Regions from separate parts of the Pan troglodytes genome. Here regions 1 and 3 are each linked to region 2. The links are chromatin contacts, called in public HiChIP or PLAC-seq maps. All regions are on one chromosome and are shown on one strand. The core of a region is the stretch at or near the end of the contact, and the rest is flanking DNA. Distances in the headings are between cores, read along the strand shown. Region 1 holds the start of XPO7 (exportin 7). Region 2 holds the start of BMP1 (bone morphogenetic protein 1). Region 3 holds the start of FGF17 (fibroblast growth factor 17).

What was found. HiChIP or PLAC-seq counts read pairs in DNA pulled down with a chosen protein or histone mark.
Region 1: an H3K4me3 HiChIP or PLAC-seq map of stem cell-derived excitatory neurons shows a contact between it and region 2, with 2.7 times the contacts expected there. The contact joins the promoter of XPO7 here to the promoter of BMP1 in region 2. A contact is called at or near these places in 1 of 7 Hi-C or Micro-C datasets (stem cell-derived neural progenitor cells) and 1 of 1 datasets of contacts at active chromatin or transcription factors (stem cell-derived excitatory neurons).
Region 3: a contact with region 2 is called in an H3K4me3 HiChIP or PLAC-seq map of stem cell-derived excitatory neurons, with 5 times the contacts expected there. The contact joins the promoter of FGF17 here to the promoter of BMP1 in region 2. A contact is called at or near these places in 1 of 7 Hi-C or Micro-C datasets (induced pluripotent stem cells) and 1 of 1 datasets of contacts at active chromatin or transcription factors (stem cell-derived excitatory neurons).

What each region holds. Positions count from the first base shown.
Region 1 is chr7:30,245,785-30,249,403 of NHGRI_mPanTro3-v2.0_pri, forward strand. XPO7 (exportin 7) reads left to right here and starts at 1,913. Exons shown (of 28, transcript XM_063816905.1): 1 at 1,913-2,585. The coding sequence starts at 2,514. It overlaps DOK2 (docking protein 2), which reads right to left and starts at 983. Exons shown (of 5, transcript XM_519640.7): 1 at 1-983.
Region 2 is chr7:30,493,076-30,497,136 of NHGRI_mPanTro3-v2.0_pri, forward strand. BMP1 (bone morphogenetic protein 1) reads left to right here and starts at 1,599. Exons shown (of 21, transcript XR_010159434.1): 1 at 1,599-1,978. SFTPC (surfactant protein C) reads left to right here. Exons shown (of 8, transcript XM_009454975.4): 7 at 332-482; 8 at 697-910. The coding sequence ends at 472.
Region 3 is chr7:30,363,788-30,367,687 of NHGRI_mPanTro3-v2.0_pri, forward strand. FGF17 (fibroblast growth factor 17) reads left to right here and starts at 2,407. Exons shown (of 5, transcript XM_009454965.4): 1 at 2,407-3,900. It overlaps NPM2 (nucleophosmin/nucleoplasmin 2), which reads left to right. Exons shown (of 7, transcript XM_009454950.4): 7 at 2,059-2,318. The coding sequence ends at 2,200.

The sequences.
Region 1 (3,619 bases), core at 663-3,162, 250 kb before region 2:
TGTCTTCATATGAAACCCACATGCACCCTAGAATGAGACATAAAGAAGTTAATACATTCAACAGTTTTTTAAATTTATTTTTTGAGATGGAGTCTTACTCTGTCGTCCAGGCTGTAATGCAGTGGCACAATCTCGGCTCACTGCAACCTCCATCTCCTGGGTTCCAGCCATTCTCCTGCCTCAGCCTCCTGAGTAGCTGGGATTACAGGCGCGCACCACCATGCCTGGCTAATTTTTTTTATTTTTAGTAGAGATGGGGTTTCACCATGTTGGCCAGGCTGCTCTCAAACTCCTGACCTCAGTTGATCCACCCCCCTCAGCCTCCCAAAGTGCTGGGATTAAAGGTGTGAGCCACCATGCCCCGCCTCAACAATTATTTACTGAGCATCTACTCTGTGCAGAGGTACTAGGGATACAACATAGACAGAATCGTTGTTTATACTATGTCTGCTTTTAGTTGGAGGGACTGATAATGAAAGAGTAATAATATGTAGTTTTGGACAGTGATCAATGCTGTGATAGTGATAGGCACAGGGGACAACTTTCAAGAGGGTGGTGAGAAAAGGCTCTCTGAGAGGTGACAAGTGAGCTGAAAAGTCCATGAGGAGAGTGAGCCAGCCATTTCACGATCTGAAGGGAAACCAATCCAGGCAGAAGTTACTGCAAGTGCAAAGGCCCTGAGGCAGGAGATCCTGGCTTTGCAGAACTGCAAGGCCAGAATGACCACAGAGCATTGAGCCAGAGGGGGCATGGTAGAGTGAGGTCAGCTCATACGACCTCTTGAGCCACAGCAAAGATTCGAATTCTAAATGCAACATGAGGCCACTTAAGGATTTTAAGTAGGAGTGTAAATTATCTGAATTATGATTTTAAAAAAATGTTCTGGCCAGGCGCAGTGGCTCACACCTGTAATCCCAGCACTTTGGGAGGCAGAGGCGAGCGGATAACCTGAGGTCAGCAGTTCCAGACCAGCTTGGCCAACATGGTGAAACCCTGTCTCTACTAAAAATCCAAAAATTAGCCAGGTATGGTGGTGGGCGCATGTTATCTCAGCTACTTGGGAGGCTAAGGCAGGAGAATCGCTTGAACCAGGGAGGCGGAGGTTGCAGTGAGCAGAGATGGCGCCATTGCACTCCAGCCTGGGCAACAGAGCAAGACTCTGTCTCAAAAAATAACAAATAAATAAAATAATGTTCTGCAGCAGCCAGCTATATGGAAAATGGGTTATCAAGGGGCAAGACAGGAAGCAGGGAAACTAATTAGGAATCTATTACCAGAGCACAGGAGAAAGGTAATGGTGGCTTGGACCAAGGTGTTAACAGTGGAGATGGATGGAGAAGTGGTCATATTGGGTATATATTAGATATAGATTGAACAGGACTTGCAGGTGACTTGCATGTTGGGGACTGATAAGACTTGAAGAATCAACTCCTGAGTGTTTATTAGGAGCAACTGGATGAATGGTGGTACCATTTACTGAGGAAGGGAAGACACAGGGAGAAACACGGGGAGGTTGGGGTGCGGGGGTGGGGGAAGGGAGGGTGGACAGAAATTTGGGCCTGGCCCACTGTGAAACTGTTACCTCTATTCAGTCCAGTAGGGAATCCAAAGAATTTCCATTGCAATTGTGACTCTGAGAATATTTCATTGCCCGATGCCAGGTTCAGAAAGCCACTGACCCCATCACCCTGCCTCTTTATACGCTCGGAGCTAATGATAGGACGCTGGGAGGTTTTGGGGAAAAACAAAAACCCAACATCTCAAAAGGTCTATGCTCGCTAGAAGTTAACAGTCAAAAGCTCTGCCACTTAAATCTTCTGCCTCTTAAATCTTCTCTGAGTCAGCCTAATTGGCAGAGCCTAATTTGCATACAGAACCCTAGCTGCAAGGAAGTTTGGGTAATGTAGTTTCCAGGTGCCCTACCTCTGCAAACCAGGAAGACCCACTAGGAGGACGGAAGTCGAAATGAATGCTGAGCACCGGTCCACTACATCCACCAAGGGTGTGTAATTCACTACCACCATCATTTGCATATGATGGTAGTCCCCTGTAAATACAAACTTCAAACAATCAGTGCTCTCAGAATCCAGCTATGATCTAATCTGGGGGCCTTAAAAGGAAGCCACAGTGGAATCCAATGGAAAACAGGAACCGGCATTATCTAACAGATAATTCCTAGTGAGGAAGACTGGAATTGGCCTCAGCATGCAGGGGCTGACCTTATCTGACCCAGAGAGATGGCTTTCCCACTCATACCTCCACAAGACCGAGCCTAGGGGTCCTAACCACCAGCCCCGCTGCCTCTTCCAGCATCTGACCCTCTCGGGAGGCAGTCTAGAGTATTGGCAACGATGACAATGTCTTTGGGAAGCCAGAACTGTGCCTTCGTATGTTTTGATCATCACCACCATTCGGTGGTTATTTCCATGAATGTTTATCAAGGACGAAAGGACAGAAATGAAAAACACGAGATCAACCACTGGGGTTGCTGGTGAAATCCAGACCAGAGAGCGATGGCCGTGGTCCAGAAAGCTAGACAGACACAAGCACAGAATCGGCCCCCGTTGAGAAGAGGGCATTGGAAAGTAAGGAATCTCGCAGGCAGCCTAGGTGGGGTGTGGGGGTCCCCGTAGCTGCAAGGTGGGGTGGGGGTGGGAGATGTCCAGGGGCGAGTCAAGGGGGAAGACGGTTGGGAAGAGAGGAAGCCACTGGGTGCAGGGGTCCCGGGGCGGCGACAGACCTCGGCCCCCATCCAGGAGCCCTCACCACGCAAACGAGCAGAAGGCAGCGCCAACTCCCACTCCAGCGCCCGCCCGCCGGAGCGAGCGCGGCCCCTTTAAAAACCATGTAAACAAAGCTTTGTTCCCCCAGCCGCCCCTCCTTCGCGCTCCCCCGGCCCGCTCCTTCCTCCCACCCGGCGTCTCCGGGCCGCTGACGTTGCCCGCGCCTTTACGCCGTCCCAGCGGTGCTGCGCATTCTCCAACCACGGCCCGGGCCGCCGGGGCCTGCGCAGCTGAGCGGCGCTACGCCACGAGCGCAGCGCGACGAGTCCCCAGCGCGCAGGCGCAGCGGCGACGGCGTCGGCGGCGGCGGCGGCAGCGGCTCCGGCCGAGGTGCGCGCTGGGGGGGAGGGGGGGCCGGAGAGGAGCATGAATGGAGCAAAATGGCGGATCATGTGCAGGTGAGAGGAGCCGCGGGGGGGAGGGGGCGACCACGAAGAGCGGCGAGTGGAGTCGGGGGCGCACACGGCCCACAGGGCGCCAGCCGGCTCGGGACTCGGCAGGCCCGCGCCGCCGCCACTCGGGGCTCTGGAGCCGCCGCCCGTCCCGGAGCCCCGGGGCCTTTCCCGCCTCCCGGGCCGGGGGCCTTCTCCGTCCCCTCCCACCCGGTCCCACGCCTCGCGCGCGGGGCTGCAGGGACAGGAACGGGCATCCCGGCGCGCGCAGCCCACAACGCTCGTCAGTCACTGTCTTCGTGCCCGGGGGAGGCCTCCGTCAAGTTCTCGGGCCCCCCCGCCCGCCCCACAGTGAAGCGAGGGGGACCCCCTTGCTGACTTTACTGAGGGGGACGCCCCCATGACGCCCGCCATCCCTCAGCAGATAACAAAAAGGAAACCTCG
Region 2 (4,061 bases), core at 349-2,848:
GTGGGCTGTCTCCCTCCCAGGGCTGCTGGGAGGAGTGTCCGAATGGTGGCTATTTGTCACCTGTAAAGCACTGTTCCTCATTGGCTGCCAGCTGACTGCCCCTCTCCTATTCCCCTGCACGACTCCTTTCCTTCCCACCCCACTGCCAAGCTGCTGGGCTCAGCTGAGTCCACTCACTACCTGGTGGCTTCTGACTCTAGCACAGCCCCTCTTTACTGATGAGGAAACTGAGGCTCAGAGAGATTGCCTGATATACCTGAAGTCCCACAATAAGGGCTGCACATGGGATAGAAACTCACTTCCTAGATTCCAGATGGAATGCTCTCTGCAGGCCAAGCCCGCAGTGCCTACGTCTAAGCTGGGCCAGGCAGAGGGGCGAGATGCAGGCTCAGCACCCTCCGGAGGGGACCCGGCCTTCCTGGGCATGGCCGTGAGCACCCTGTGTGGCGAGGTGCCGCTCTACTACATCTAGGACGCCTCCGGTGAGCAGGTGTGATCCCAGGGCCCCTGATCAGCAGCGGAGGAGCGCTCGGGCCACCTTCCCGGGCTGTGGAGGAGCGGTCGCGCTGACCAGGCGCTGGGGCGTCCACTGAAGCGGGGTCATCCAGGCAACTCGCGGGAGGGGAAGCTCACAGACCGGTACTTCCCACTCTCCTGACTCTCTCTGTCCATCCTCAACATTCCTTTGCTTCACAGGGTCAGTGGAAGCCCCAAGGGGAAAGGAAACGCCCCGGGAAAAGGGTCTTTTGCAGCTTTTGCAGACGGGCAAGAAGCTGCTTCTGCCCACACCGCAGGGACAAGCCCTGGAGAAATGGGAGCTTGGGGAGAGGATGGGAGTGGGCAGAGGTGGCGCCCAGGGGCCCGGGAACTCCTGCCACAACAGAATAAAGCAGCCTGATTGAAAAGCAAAGGGTCTGCTTCTGTCTTCCTGCAGGGCGCAGTCCTGCCCTGGCGGGGGCCGGCCAAGAAGGGAAGGGCCTTGGCAGAGCAAAGTGGGGTTTGCCATTCGCCCTCTGTCCCAGGGCGCTGGGACACTGGGTCCACCTCGGCGGGGGAGAGGGGCTCGCAGGGAGCCATCCACGGGCTTTCGGCGCCCTCCAGCGGCGTCTCCGGAGGAGGGAGAGACACCAAGACAGCGAGAGAGACAGAGCGCAGAGAGCGAGACGCGAGAGAGCGAGGGTCCAAGAAGGGGAGATAGGGAGACGCAGGCGGAGAGACCGACCCGAGGCGGGGGCGCGGGGCAGGGGCGGCGCGAGGACCTGACAGCGTGTCCCGCGGCGGGGCGGGGGCTCGGCCGCGCGCCCGCGGGGGAGGCCGCCGCTAGAGGGCACCTCAGGAGCGACAGCCCTCCCGGCACCCCGGGGCCCGAGCTCCAGCCCCGGCCTCGCGGCCCGCGGCCCGGGCGGCCCGAGCCCCCTCCCCGGGCGCGCGGCTCTCCGCCTTCCCCGCCCCGGCTGGCGCACGGCCCGGCCCGGCTGAGCACTGTCCCAGCCCCGAGGGGGGCAGAGCTCGGGCGAAAACCCGCCCTCCAGCGAGCTCATTTCCCTAAAAAGGGGGGGGGGGAGTCGGAGGGAGGGAGGGAGGGAGAGAAAGAAAGAGAGAAAAAGAAGGAAAGGGAGAGGGAGACGGCTGGAGCCCGAGGACGAGCGCGGAGCCGCGGGCCGAGCGGGGGGCGGGAGACAGGAAGGAGGGAGGCGAGCAGAGGGAAGGGGAAGAGGTCGGGGAGCGAGGGCGGGAGCGGTCGCGGTCGCGAACGAGCAAGCAAGTGGGCGAGAGGACGCCCTCCCCTGGCCTCCAGTGCCCCGCTTCCCTCGCCGCCGCCCCGCCAGCATGCCCGGCGTGGCCCGCCTGCCGCTGCTGCTCGGGCTGCTGCTGCTCCCGCGTCCCGGCCGGCCGCTGGACTTGGCCGACTACACCTATGACCTGGCGGAGGAGGACGACTCGGAGCCCCTCAACTACAAAGACCCCTGCAAGGCGGGTGAGCGCCCCCCGGCCCCCCGGCGACGGGCCAGGCGGGGAGGCGCGGGCGGGTTCGGGCTTGGGGTTGGGGGAGGACAGTCCAGTGTGGGAAGCCGGGAGCTGCCTGGTTGGCAATGCAGTGGGGAACAAAAGAACGAGGGGGAGAGGGAGGGGGATTTGGGGGACTTTTCGGACTGAAGTTTTGCTGCTGTTGGTGGAAGCTGCTGCCGCTGCCTCTCATCTTCCCGGAGGATTCCAGAGGAAGTCTCCTTGCGTCCGGGGAAAACCGGCGGGCAATGCGGCTTTTCCTTCTGTAGGAAACTTTTCTGGCCAAACTCCTGTGCGTGTGTGTGTGTGTGTGTGTGTGTGTGTGTGTGTGTGTGTGTTCTTTCCCCTTCTCCCCCATCTCTCCTGCTCCAGGAGCTGGGTGTTTTCCAGCCTGTCTGGGCTGCCCTGGGGCTGCACATCTGTCTGGCTTGGATCTGGGAGGCCTGAGTCTCCAAGGAGCAGGTCCCCCGGCCACCACCCAGCCCAAGTGGAAGAAGAAAGTTTTTCCAGGGATTCCCTGAGATCGTGCTCTCTGGGTATCCCGTAGTTTAACCAGTAGCTGAAGCTTTCTGGGACTTAGGAGACAGCTGTCAAAGTCAGAGAAGCCAACCCAGAAGGGGGACTTAACTTTGTCCCTATGTGCCCGGAGACCCCCGCCAAGGCCAAGTTGGGGTGGAAAGAGGGAAAATACAAAGAGAACCCAGATATTGTATATCAGCTCTGTCACCCCCGAGACACCAGAGGCTAATTAGCTGAGGTCAGGACCCCGGAGTGTGTGTTTGCCTGTATGTGTGTGTGTGTTCTTTGTCTCTGAAGACTCTATGTAACCCCTTCACTCCTGCTGAGCCCAGAAGGGTCCTGCCCCTGGAGTGACCAGATGGCCAGGCACTCGGGCCATTTGCCTGATTGGATGACCCTGGGCAGGCTGTTTGGGGACACACAGGGACAAGATATCAGAACTTTTCCTTGACTTCCTGCCTCTCTGACTTCAGCTCATCTCCAAATAGCCAGAGCCAGGGGAAGTGGCATAGTTGCTAGAACTGGACTGCCTGTGTGGGGCACGAGGGGCGGAGGGGCAGGTTGCTCTAGTCCTGGCTCTGGAGACCCTGTTCAGGGACTCTCCTGGGAGGGTGGCCCACAGGCAGGAATAAGAGACCATCCAATGGAGGAAATCAGGGCAAATCCCTCAGCCCTTACCCCTCTACACCTGCTGGGCTGCGGGTAAACCAGGACATTTGCTGTCATTTTTCTTGCTGGGTGCTGGGAGTGGGTACAGGGCAGAGAGGACTGCGCATGGACTTTGAAGGCAGGCACATCTAGCTTTCAATCCTGACCCTGCTACTCATTATAGCTGTACCACCTCAGAATGGTAATGATCATGTCTGAACTGCCACTTTCACACCTGTAAAATGGAACTGCTCATACATCTTCCCATAGAGTTGGTGGTAAGGGTTAAATATGAAAAGATACATAAAACACTTAATAGTGCTTAACACACAGTCAGCGCTAAATAAATGTGGGCTCCCTACTCCCTGTTTTCTGTGCCTCAGACTGTCACTTCATTTTTTTGAGAGGTGTGGGATTGCTGGTGTCTCCTTGTGCCTCTTATCCATCAATCCATCAATACCTAATATGTGCTAGGGCCTGGAATGGATGTTGTGGGAGGTACTGAGACGTACAAGCTAGGACCCTGCCTTCAAGGAGCTTACAGTCCAGTAGGGACCCAAGACACCTACAGACATAACCAATAGCACAAACCAAGCCACACTGAGTGCCACATTGGAGGGTAGGATGCCAAAGACTCAGGGAGTTTCCTGCCCCTCTGCAGCCTGGTGGTGGCAGAGAAAAGTGATCACAGCAGGCTGAGAAGGTCTGGGGGGGTCTTCATGGAGGAGGTGGGGCTGGGGCCAGGCCTTAAAGAATGGGTGGGAAGCCATTCTGATGTCTTTCCCTTCTTGTTGGAAATGGGAGTGATTTTCAGAGCAGCAAGAGGCTGAGGGCTCTCCCCCCAGTCTCAGGTTTCATGCTAGGGTGGGGCTGGCTGAGTTGGAGCT
Region 3 (3,900 bases), core at 1,157-3,656, 130 kb before region 2:
CAGCTGAGATATACAGTGTTAGAAAGAATACTGTGCTGTTGGGATGTACGTGTACAAATGTACACACGGTGTGTCTACCTGCACTCGCAGGCACATGGGTATGGAAGTGCTGAAGGGTGGCATCACCTTTCTGGAAGAGCATTACAACGTTCTTATCTTGGGATCTAATTCCACTGAAGGCAATTCCTTCCACAGAATTCCATCCAAATTTCAGGGGAAATTACCTGCACTAAGATGCTTCTCACGGCCAGGCTTGGTGGCCCACGCCTGTAATCCCAGCACTTTGGGAGGCTAAGGCAGGCAGATCACTTGAGGTCAGGAGCTCGAGACTAGCCTGGTCAACATGATGAAACCCTGTCTCTACTAAAAACACAAAAATTAACCGAGCCTGGTGGCATTCTTGTAATCCCAGCTACTCAGGAGGCTGAGGCATGAGAATTGCTTGAGCCCGGGGAAAAGTTGCAGTGAGCCGAGATCGTGCCACTGCGCTCCAGCCTGGATGACAGAGCGAGACTCAGTCTGAAAAAACAAAATTTTAAAAAGACGCTTATGGCATTATTTGAATAGTGAAAAAATGGAAGCATTCTAAATGTCTACCAATATAACAATTGACTAAGCTACATCCCTCTTCTCAATGGAATATTACATAATGCTTATGAAGAATATAGCAACCTGGAAAGTATGTGTATGGTTTTGGTTTGTTTGTTTAATGAGACAGGGTTTTGCTCTGCCACCCAGGCTGGAGTGTGATGGCACAATCATGGCTCACTGCAGCCTTAGCTTCCTGGGCTCAAGCAATCCTCCCACCTCAGCTTTCCAAGTAGCTAGGACTATAGGCACGTGCCACTATGCATGGCTAACTTTTAAGTTTTGTGTAGAGACAGGGTCTTTCTATGTTGCCCAGGCTGATCTCAAACTCCTGACCTCAAGCAATCCTCCTGCCTCAGCCTCCCAAAGCATTGGAATTACAAGTGTGAGCCTCTGCACCTGATAAGAATATTGATAGTTCATACAGCAGGACATAAAGTCATTTTTATTTTATTTCACATATTTTTTAAAAGAGTTTGACCAGGCCGGGTACGGTGGCTCACGCCTGTAATCCCAGCACTTTGGGAAGCCAAGGTGGGAGGATCACTTGAGGTCAGGAGTTCAAGACCAGCCTTGCCAACATAGCAAAACCCTGTCTCTACTAAAATACAAAATTCAGCTGGGCGTGGTGGCATGTGCCTGTAATCCCAGCTACTCGGGAGGCTGAGGCAGGAGAATCACTTAGACCCGGAATGCGAAGGATGCCGTGAACCAAGATCACACCACTGCACACCAGCCTGGGCAACAGAGCAAGACTCCATCTCAAAAAAAAAAAAAAAAAGTTTGACCAAGAAAAAAATATTAACCCTGAAAGAAAATACACCAAAATGTTTAGTGTGGGCAGTAAAGAAAACTATAAGTAATGTATTTTCTTGTCTATTTGCTATATTTTGTACAAAATGGTTAATGTTTTATAATGAAAAAGACATTTGTGGGCCAGGTGTGGTGGTGCACACCTGCAGTCCCAGCTTCTCAGGAGGCTGAGGCAGGAGGATCACTCGAGCCCAGGAGGTCGAGGCTGCAGTGAGCTGTGATAGTGTCACTGCACTCCAGCCTGGGCAACAGAACCAGACTCCATCTCAAAAACAAAACAAAACAAAAGACATTTGTGATAACTAAATGAAGATGGAAGCCTAAGGAAAACACATATGCGTATGCATGCACACACACACACATCCCTTTGTTTAAAGAGTCCGAGTGGTCCCCAGGAGGAGCAGCCAGGCTTGCTTTCCAGGGTGGGCACTGGGAGGGCCACGCCGCTGGTCTGGAGCTGAGCTCTCTCCCTGACCCCAATCCCACTCCTGCTCCGCTCCACCCTGTTGCAGAGCCAGCGTTAGAGACAAGAGCCCTGTGAAAAAGGTGAGTAGGACCAGAGGGCTGTGGCCCTTGGGACAGGCGAGTATTCTCTGGAGGGGGCTGCCTGGTATGGAGAAGGGAATGGGACCCTGGAGCCCTGCCTTCCCTCCACAGGCCAAAGCCACAGCCAGAGCCAAGAAGCCAGGATTCAAGAAATGAGGAGCCACGCCTTGGGGGGCACGGTGCAAAGTGGGCCTTCCCTGGGCTGTGCTGCAGGCACAGGGTGCCCCTGTCCAGCCCCTTCATCTGTGTCTGAATGTAACAGGGGTGTTGCGGGGGCAACATGAGAGCCCCTCACCCCCAACTCTCCACTTTCAGGAGGCCCCCAGTGAAGAGCCCCACCTCGGGGTCACAATAAAGTTGCCTGGTCAGGACTTTCCTTCTCTTCCCTGGAGCCAGCCTCCTTGTCCGCTGCACCAGCCCAAGTGCCCGGCAGAGGGCAGCCTTGAACCGGCGCACCCGGGCCCTGAGGTCATACCTGCCTCCCTGCACCCAGCCCCCGCGGCCTGAGCCTGCTGTGTCCCTTGTCCTCGGCACCCCCAATTCTCCCCCAGTGGCGAGGGAAGAGCCTAGAGTCTGCCTTCTGCTGAGCTGTGTGTCAGGTGGATTTCCAGCCTGCACCCTCCCTCTGGGCAGAGCTAGGTTTATAGGCACCCAAGGGCTACAGCTGCTCAAGCTACCAGAAGGGGCCTCACCCTAGGGGGCCAGCCCCCAGGGTCTTCTCCTGACCTTATTCCTGTCAGGCAGCTACTGTGTGCAGAGCATCTATGGGGAACTCAGGGACATCCGCTCTCCCTGCTTGCTTCTGTTAGGGGCCAGCTCTTCTTATAGGGACCTCCCACATGTGAAGATCTGTGTCAGGCAGGAGCCAGAGGCCCGCACCCTCAAGAAAACCTTTGAGGTGGAGTAGACAGGGTGAGCTTTACAGAGGCGCCAAGCCCCACATGCTATCGAGCAGGCCTCAGTCAAGCATAGGGGCGAGGCCAAGAGAGGACTGGAAAATGGGGTGGGGGACCCCCACCCTCTCCCTGGTGTGCAGAGGGGACTCTGGAGGGCTGTTCACCTGTGGGTGACCCTGGCGCAGTTCCTAGAACAGGCGGACACACAGATGGGCCCTCCACTCTGGGTTATCCATGCAGCGCCTCTGCATGGGAGGTGCCCCTCCCCAGCACCCTCTGGGGTCAGGCCTGAAGTGAACCAGTGGGGAGCTGGTCCTGCTTAGTACCCCCAGGTATGGGGCCCAGGAGGTCGGAGCTCTTTGAACACCTGCCTAGGAAAGTCAACAACCAGGCTGGGGCCTCCTGTCCAGCTATAGCTTCTTTTGAGACCAGAGACAGAGGTAGCAGAGGGTAGGGTTGTATTCATTTTTTTTTTTTTTTTTTAGAGACAGGGTCTCACTCTGTCACCGAGGCTGGAGGGCATTGGCATAGTCTTAGCTCACGGCAGCCTCGACCTCCTGGACTCAAGCAATCCTCCCACCTCAACCTCCCAAAGTGCTGGAACTACAGGCACGAGCCACCACACCAAAACAAATTTTAAAATTTTTGTAGAGAAGGGGGATCTTGTTATGTTGCCCAGGCCGGTCTCCAACTCCTGGGCTCAAGAGATCCTCCTGCCTCAGCCTCCCAAAATGCTGGGATTACAGACGTCAGCCACTGCACCCACCCAGGGTGGCATTCTCCCTGCATGTTTCCTACACCCATGAGACAGATGTGGGTGCTGTCCCGCCCTCCAACAGACAAGCCACTAACTTCAGGTCACCCAGAGTCCCACCCTCCAACCAATGGACGAGCTACTACAGGTCGCCAGAGTCCCACCCTCCAACAAGGGGACAAACTACTAACTTCAGGTCACCCAGAGAGTGACAAGGGAGACTGCTCCATGTGGGCAGCTGGTGCTTTTTGAACTTGGTTTCATCTACAGTGACCCGGGGTAACCCAAATCCTCACCTTCAAG